Regions from separate parts of the Mus musculus genome. Here regions 2 and 3 are each linked to region 1. The links are chromatin contacts, called in public Hi-C and HiChIP or PLAC-seq maps. All regions are on one chromosome and are shown on one strand. Each heading gives the region's core, a stretch centred on a gene start, on an enhancer-like site or on the middle of the called end of the contact. The rest is flanking DNA. Distances are from core to core; before and after follow the strand shown.

What was found. HiChIP or PLAC-seq counts read pairs in DNA pulled down with a chosen protein or histone mark. A called contact is a pair of places that touch in the nucleus more often than the background predicts.
Region 2: a CTCF HiChIP or PLAC-seq map of CD8 T cells shows a contact between it and region 1, with 6 read pairs. The contact joins two enhancer-like sites. A contact is called at or near these places in 1 of 15 datasets of contacts at CTCF or cohesin (CD8 T cells), 14 of 484 Hi-C or Micro-C datasets (B cells, CD8 T cells, LSK cells and 8 more), 1 of 115 datasets of contacts at active chromatin or transcription factors (large pre-B cells) and 2 of 9 other capture datasets (adipose tissue and liver).
Region 3: a Hi-C map of Th1 cells shows a contact between it and region 1, with 4 times the contacts expected there. The contact joins two enhancer-like sites. A contact is called at or near these places in 14 of 39 promoter capture datasets (the 3T3-L1 cell line, cranial neural crest, embryonic stem cells and 8 more), 7 of 15 datasets of contacts at CTCF or cohesin (CD8 T cells, the G1E-ER4 cell line, embryonic stem cells and 2 more), 187 of 484 Hi-C or Micro-C datasets (the AML12 cell line, B cells, the Ba/F3 cell line and 86 more), 22 of 115 datasets of contacts at active chromatin or transcription factors (CD8 T cells, T-cell acute lymphoblastic leukemia, astrocytes and 8 more) and 1 of 9 other capture datasets (embryonic stem cells).

What each region holds. Positions count from the first base shown.
Region 1 is chr10:42,841,200-42,843,899 of GRCm38.p6, reverse strand. No RefSeq gene overlaps it. Among named protein-coding and RNA genes, the nearest start is that of Scml4, 18 kb to the left of the region's middle. Within about 2 kb of position 1,324, at least 47 of the 459 cell types and tissues checked have an H3K27ac peak or open chromatin away from gene starts, as enhancers often do. A contact at or near this core is called in CD8 T cells, Th1 cells, memory CD8 T cells and 1 more, where this site is marked.
Region 2 is chr10:42,711,701-42,714,472 of GRCm38.p6, reverse strand. No RefSeq gene overlaps it. Among named protein-coding and RNA genes, the nearest start is that of Ostm1, 34 kb to the right of the region's middle. Within about 2 kb of position 1,257, at least 9 of the 459 cell types and tissues checked have an H3K27ac peak or open chromatin away from gene starts, as enhancers often do. A contact at or near this core is called in CD8 T cells, where this site is marked.
Region 3 is chr10:42,996,220-42,998,919 of GRCm38.p6, reverse strand. No RefSeq gene overlaps it. Among named protein-coding and RNA genes, the nearest start is that of Gm5079, 6.4 kb to the right of the region's middle. Within about 2 kb of position 1,324, at least 27 of the 459 cell types and tissues checked have an H3K27ac peak or open chromatin away from gene starts, as enhancers often do. A contact at or near this core is called in CD8 T cells, Th1 cells, memory CD8 T cells and 1 more, where this site is marked.

The DNA of each region.
Region 1 (2,700 bases), core at 75-2,574:
CAGTGTATCTTATATAAATTTGACATGAAACGAACTTGCATGAAGGTCGTGACCACAGAAGCAAGTATCTATGGCAGAGCCAGTCTCATCTCAGATGGGACCCTACAGAGGGGTGAGAGAGGAGCTATGCACAGGGCAACCAGTGTTACTGGGATCCTTGAAGAGATCTGCCCCATTACACTGGGCTGAGTCTGTCCCAAATGCCATGTAATGGACACAGAGTTCTGTGCACCACTCACTGGGTGTGAACTCAGTGTCCAGATGTGAAGTTCCCAGAAGGCTCTTGGCTCAGGGCTGGTAGAGGTGAAATGAGGACAGTCATATTCCTGCCCAGTGGGACAGTTCCTGTGTGGCTCAGAGCCCAGTGCAGAAGCAAATGCCCTGAAATAGCAAAACACAGATTTGCACAATTAAAACGTTATTATACAAATTATTAAGGTCCCCAAGAAGGAAACAGGCCATAGGCATCAAGAGCCACAATTTTTGCTGATTAAAATAATTAAGATGGTTCGTTTCTTTTCTCTTCCTTTTAATCAGTGAAAGAGTTGGCGATGTGAGAGGAGCCAATGCCACAGGGCAGAGCTGTACCACAGCTTCCTGTAACAGAGAGAAGGCTTTTAAGAAAACTTACAAGCCTTCATGCCTACTTTGCCTCAGCCCCAACCCTTCCCTGCCTGCCTCCACCAAAACTCATTCCTATCCAGGAAAAACAAAAACAAACAAACAAACAAACAAAAAACCAACAAAAAAACAGTGGATTCAAAGTTGAATTTGCTTATCAGAAAAATAAGGAATTTCTTTTTGTGTTATTATATGTCTCAGATACTTCATGGGATATACATGACAAAAATTAATTTGTTGTTTATCTGAAATTCACATTTAATTGAGTATCCTTTTGTAAAACCTTAATCTTCGTCGCACAGTAAGTTCTAGACAGAGCTGTAGATAAGTGTGATGGGGTGCCTGTAAGGATAGAATTTGCAGCATGGCCAGGTGACCTTTGAGTCCTTCTCCAGGGCCCCAAGGCCCTGCTCTTCAGAAGCTGTGAAGGTAGCTGTCCACTCCCACCTTAGGAGGACGAGGTTGGCGCTATCCACCTCAGCCGAAAAGAGAAGGAACAGCGACTGTCATCAGCTCCCAGAGAGCCTTGAAGAAGCAGCTGGCTCTAGGGTGGGAGATAGTCGGAACCAGCCCTGTAAAACTAGATGGGTCAAGCCACCCTGAACTCCAGAGGGGCTGCCGCAGGAACATAGCTGGGAGGAGTCCTGGAAATAGAGGACAGCACTGTGGGACTCAGGGCATGGGCCAGGTACCCTGAGCATCCAGCAACCCTCCTCAGCTACCTCGCGCCCCCTGGCGGCCATAGCTAGTCAAGCATGTACGCGTTCCTGATCCCAAAATCCAGCAAGGGAGAGGGGGGTCCCCAGGGAACAGTGCTTCCTCAGTGGCCACTGATCTGAAAGTATCACTTTCAGTGTCACTTTGCAGTGACTACCACCGCAAGTTGCTCACGGCATCTGCCCTGTCCTCAGTTCCTGCTGCAAATGAAGCCTCTGGCTGGATGTCCCAGGAGAGATTACAACCTTGTCTAAGGACATCTTTGCCAAATGAAGTCTGCTCTAGTGAGGTCAAGGCAGCCTAGTTAGTGTCTTCAGACCCCACCACATGACCCCCTGGGCGGAACAGGATGGTTCTGTCTCTTCAAATAGGCTTAAGTGGTGGGGAGGTAGCCAGTGGTAAAGCATATTCAGCTCACATGAGGTTTCTGTCATTGACATCTCAAATATAGAGCTTGTTTGAAAGGTGTAAACAGGACGAGAGTGACAGCCCAGCAGTTAAGAGCACTCACTGCTCTTTCAGAGGATCTGGTTCCGTTCCCAGCCCACAACTGTCTGTAACTCCAATTCCAGGTGGAGCCGGGCCACAGCACCCTCTTCTGGCCTCCGTGGGCATTACACCACGTGGCTCACTATCTCACAGGCAAAATATATACATCAGGTGAAAAAAAATTAAGGTGCAAGTAAAAGACTGTACACCGAGAATGTCTTCCTCATCCCCCGAGCGCAGCACTTCCCAGCTCGGCTTGCTGACTCAAACAAAAGGACGGAAACCTGCGCTCTCAGTTGACGTCAGCAGCTTCAGCCTCATGGCCCTTCCATAAGTCTCTAGACCAAGCAGCCCTCCAGTAGGAGGTGTCCTGAGTGCGAAGCCAGAGTTGCCTCAGCTCCTCCTGTGCCCCAGGCTGTTAAAGGGCGGAGGCAGCCAGCACTGTGTTCACGGGACTGATTTTCTTCGTCAGTTTTGCTATGATTATCTGTCTGGATTTTACCCAAATGCTTCTGAGATGTTGCTATGAGGTGGGGCTTTTTGTTTGTTTTTGTTTTTGTTTGTTTGTTTGTTTTGGTTTTTAAGGGCAATGATGTTTAAACCACTAGATCAAGTCAAGCAGATTACCCACCTTCCTGGCCTCATCCAATCAGGTGAACGCCTTAAGGAAGTGGCTCATTCTTTCCTGAGGAAGGAATCCTGCCATTAGATGCCTTTTGACTCCAGACTGAAGAGCCACTCTCCTGGGGCTCCAGACTGCCAGGCTATCAAGGATATTCCAGACTAGCTGTATTTCATGTGTTTTGTATATGATAGGATCTGTGATCTTTTGGGGGGTTTTGGAGACAGGGTTTCTCTGTGTAGTCCTGTCTG
Region 2 (2,772 bases), core at 8-2,507, 130 kb after region 1:
ATGTACAGTGGTTCTCCTCCTCTCTGAAATCAGATTTCCTTCTGGAGCCGCTAAAAATGTCAAAGCAACACAACACTACAGGTGTTTAAAACAAGATCCACTGGCGTTCAGAAAATTCAGTTTGAGACCACAGTCCTTGAATTGTACTTTTTTTTTTCTGTATTGATTTACATAGGAAATTAATGGGATTTTGTTAAAGGGAAAAAAAAAAGTTAAGCACCGCGTTTTCTTTCTCAAGGGCTGTATTTGTGTGTGTGTGTGTGTGTGTGTGTGTGTGTGTGTGTGTGTGTGTGTGTGTGTAGAAGAGGGCATCAGATCCTCTGGAGCTGGAAGTGGGTGCACTTTGCTCTCCACCATGGAGTCATTTCTCAAACTCTGGAGGGTTTTGTTTTGTGTTTGTTTGTTTGTTTGTTTGTTTGTTTGAGGCAAAGTCTCACTCTAGCCTGAGCTGACCTGGAACTCAGCAGAGATCCACCTGTTTCTGCCTCCAAAGTGCCTGGACTGAAGGAGTTCACCATCAGGCTCCACCTCCTAGAAGTCTTTACATTTTTCAAATTACATTTATTTATTACTGTGTGTATGTGTATGGGTGCATGGGTGCCTCTCTCTCTCTCTGTGTATATGTGTGTGTATAGGTACACACACACACACATTACTGACCATCAGAAAATATACCAAACTGCTTTCTAACCAAACTAGAACCTAAAAGAAAAAAAACAGGTCGTTTTTAAATAAGACTTAACCACATGAGCTTGGGAGGTGGCTGGGGTTAAGGACACTTGATGCTCTTGCAGAGGACCTGGGCTCGGTTCCTAGCACCCACGTCAGATGGTTCCCAACAGCCTGTCCAGCTCTAAGGGGTCCAGTTCTTTGCATGGCCTTCACTGCACCCGTATACATGTGCTGCACCTATATACACCCAGGCACACACAGAGACACATAAAGAAACGGATATTTAAATGACTTAACCACAAAACAGAGCTACAATTTAACTTCACCACCATCGTTTTAAAGATTTATTTTGACTTTTATGTATGCATATGTTAAGTTCACCAACAGAGGAGATCACCAGCCACAAATTATAGCCAAATCAAAGCAAACTTTACTCTGTGCACAGCAAAGCTGGTGGAGTGCTGTCTCTCCCGAAAGTGGACTTCAAGAGATTAACCCTCAGCCAACTTCTCAAGCCTTTCTATAGGGCAAAACCACAGGGTGGGGATTTTGCAACCAAGCATGGTTACAGAAGCAAGACCAGACAATTCTCCCTGGAGCATTGGTTACAGTACATTCTATGGTTACAGGGCTGTGATGCAGCCCAAATTCCTAGAAATAGAAACTTAAGTTTTATAGTAAACAGAAACCTAGCTGAACTAGCATATCAAAATGGCTCTTGACCACAAAATGAAATCTGGCTGGTTTCTCAATCCCCTCTTGTCTTATGTGTCCCTGTCAAATCCTCGATAGGCAATTTACATGTCTAGTGGCTGAAGGGGCTGATAATGCCAACGAAGAGTTAACATTTTTCTATCTGATAGAAACAAAATTTGTAATACATAAGAAGATCCATGGCCTATCAGTAGGAACATCAGGGGACCTGCAGAGGCTGAGTCAAAGGTGGAGGGATCAGTTGACCAGGGACTGGTACCGGTTGCTTCCCTCTTGTTGGTCCAAGTATTTAGTTTTGACAGGTACCTTTTTGATAGTGAAGGAGCCAGGAGGCCAGGATATGTCCTGGTATGCCAATAGAATGGTACATAGCCATTTTGTCCCCTTTGCCTGGGAGCTTCTTTGGACCTAACGCTGCAGTCTTGGTTGAGGATAAGGGGCAATGTACCCTCTTCTGTTACTGCTTCTCAGCTGAAGTTAGAATGATCTTATCAGCACCTAGGACAGCTGGAATGTTAGCCAAAGGCCTGGAGGGCCTTCATCATCGGAAGCATCAGGTTAGCTGACCCAGCTACAGAGACTGGGAGCAGTCACATCAGCTGGACTGGTTCACGTCAGCTTCCAGCAAGTCCAGGGCACACTGGCATGGTGCAGATCACTTTTGGAGCAGTTTGCAGTCTGCAGCTGATTCCTGGATGGAGTCTGTCAGCCAAATGGAAATCTGCTGAGACATATACAGACTAGGGACAGGAGTTAAACTTTATGAACTCTAAGAACCTGAAGCTTACAAAAGAGATTAGTAAACTGATGAAGTAGGCTCACACCTTGGAGTCACAGTGTAAGCTTAGGGACCCCAAAATGATTTTGAGGTAAGAAGCACTTTTTTTTAATTTGTTCAGAGGGCGATGTGTGTGTGTGTGTGTGTGTGTGTGTGTGTGTGTGTGTGTGACAGATGTTTTCAGCATAATGAGAAGCATTTTTAAATATCAGAACTCCATTATTATGCCAAAACTTTTAATTTTTGACATCATGTATTATTTTTAAGTTCTATTCTTTAATCTAATCAGTTATCAAGAAGCACAAATGGTTGATTGCTGAGAGCAGTTATTGCCAAGCAAGTTCCTTTGAATAAAGGAATAGCAAAAAGCTACATTGAAATCTGGCTTTGTGAGCTTATCTTTCTCACCAGGACACCTAATAGCTCTAGAAAAATCAAGGTCTGGTTTTCATATATAAAATGTAGTGACCATGCAGCAAACTGGTAAGAGTACAGTTAGCTTTAACATCATCAGAGATCTGAGAAGACGAAAACATAGCAGGAAATATAATCCAAATGACCAACTGACTGTGACTTGCCAGCTACCTAGACAAATACCCTAGGCTCCA
Region 3 (2,700 bases), core at 75-2,574, 160 kb before region 1:
TCACCATCACCATCACCACCACCACCACCACCACCACCACCACCATCACCACCACCACCACCACCATCACCATCACCACCACCATCATCATCATCACCACCACCACCATCACCACCACCACCACCACCATCACCACCACCACCACCACCACCACCACCACCACCATCACCCACCACCACCACCACCATCATCACCACCACTACCATCATCACCACCACCACTACCATCATCACCACCACCACCACCATCGTCACCACCACCATCATCACCACCACCACCACCATCACCACCACCACCACCACCACCATCACCACCACCATCACCACCACCACCACCACCACCACCACCACCACCACCATCATCACCACTACTACCATCATCACCACCACCACCACCATCATCACCACCACCACCATCACCACTACCACCATCATCACCACCACCATCACCACCATCACCACCACCACCACCATCATCACCACCACCATGATCATCACCATCACCACCATCACCACCACCACCATCACCACCACCACCACCATCATCACCATCACCACCATCACCACCACCACCACCACCATCATCACCATCACCACCATCATTATCATCACCATCCCTACTCCATACTAAAGAAGCAGGCATGTCGATGAAGGGATTTTTCTGACCAAGACACAACTCAGCAGAGGCTCCAGGCTAAGCAGGCTTTAGTCAGCCTGAGGAGTTTGGCAATTATAATCAAAGAGTTCAGACCACCTCCACGGTGCCTACACAGTGAGCATAGGATAGAAAGACATCAAAGGACCTTACATTGTGTTTGGGGAGGGGAAAAAAAATCAGAGCTTCTTTTCCTGATACCTGGCTCAACAAGACCAAATATGTGGCTGTCCTGGTACTGTCTGAGGTACAGGCATTATGGCTCTACTAACAACTCAGAAAATGAGTGAGAAGTGACAGGCATTCACTGTCACTTGGTTATTCATGTCATATTTCCTGGAACAGGAAGAGTGGTTTACCCGGAACAGACTCCTGTCTGTTTTTTTCAAACTAGGGTTTCTTCCATGGCACGTCACGACTGGGTCAAGGCCAGCAGCCAGTAGGGCAGGATCACAATGAGGCTATGTCAACCAGGCAACCAAGAAACTGAACAGATGGACAAATGGTAAGACTTCTGTGTGCCTGACACTACCACAGTCACTGAGACCAGCTTGGTCCATTCTCAGTGTGAGCCTTGTTTCTGGGCGAGGAAACTATAGCCCGAGCAGGGTGAGACAGCCCAGGTCTGAGCCCTGTGTCCCAAGTGTAGTGGCCACAGCTCAGTTCATCACCCAGTTTACTCAAAACCAGCCAATGGGATCCATCTCTGGTGATTAAACTTCAGCCTGCAGCTAGTCTTGTGACAGTGAGTAAACCTCTCATTTCTAGCAGGAAGTCTCCAAGAATCAGGGGCCACTCCCCTCAACTTTTAGTGAAGGTACATCTAAGGCTTGCTAATTGCCTGAGTGTTGTTAGACCTGAGGTAGGTACCATCACCCTCACTTCTCAGGCTGAGCACACAAGAGAGACGTGGTGCTGAACACAGAACCACACTGAGGCAGTAGAGCACCTGGACCTTTCCAGCATGCTCACACTGGGTCATTCTTTTGGGGAAGGGAGAGTTTCTGCACACATGAGCATTCGTGTGACCAAGCCTTTTACAACAATTACTTTCATGGACACCGCCTCTTTTTCCAGAATAACTGAAGTATCACCCCTGGGGGCTGATGCAGAGGATGGAAAAGTAATCCCTCATCCTGAGTGACAGAAAAGGCAAATACCTCCATCTTCTTACCTGAGACACACACGGAAAATTCTTTTTTCAAATGAGGACTCTGCTTTGCAGACATGACCAGTTTCCTAAGCCAATACATCGGAATGCTCCGGGAGACTCCCCCACAGCTCTCTGCTGTATTGACTTCCGATCACTGCTTGCCTGCAGCTAGCCTTGACTCGTGAAGCAAGTGTCTGATGTGTGTGGACTGACTGGCTTGATCAGTAGGTTCCTGTCCCCTCTGACGGCCACCAGCCTCAGTCTGGGCCATGGACTGACCTCTGTAGACCCTCTGTTCTCTTCTCCTTTCTAATGCCCCTGGTCTCAGCTTCCTTGTGACTTCTTGAGGATGGAGCTCTTGAGAAGTCCAGGTAATTTGAGTTGGAGGGGGTGGGGGACTGGCAGGACAGGTGGTGGGGGAGGGGGGTGGGGAGTGCTGGTGATCCCAGCCACAAAGCCAGCTCACAGAGGACACAGGAACAGCATGTATGAGTTTCTAAGGGCAGAGAGCATTGGATTTTGAGGATAAAAAAGGAAAAACAAAACAAAAACAAACAAAAAAATCTTAAATTTCTCCCAAGTCTCATGTAAACATACATACTTCCTTTGAATGTTCCATATGACACCATTCTTCCTTAGGCTGTTGCAAATGCTTGGGGGAAAGGCTTTTTAGGAAAGGGCAGGTTGTGGGTGAGTGAGCTCTGGAAGTAGGCCTCTGGCCTTCCTAAGGCAAGGGGGGAAAGTCAACCGTGGGCAAAGCAGGCCAACCTCAGAATGGTAGCCGGGGTTGCATTCTTTCCAGGCTTAAACAAAAGGGATGGATTGTTACAAAGTAGACACATTGAAACAGATACAGTAGGGGGAAAGAGTTTTAGGAAACCGCAGGACCCAAT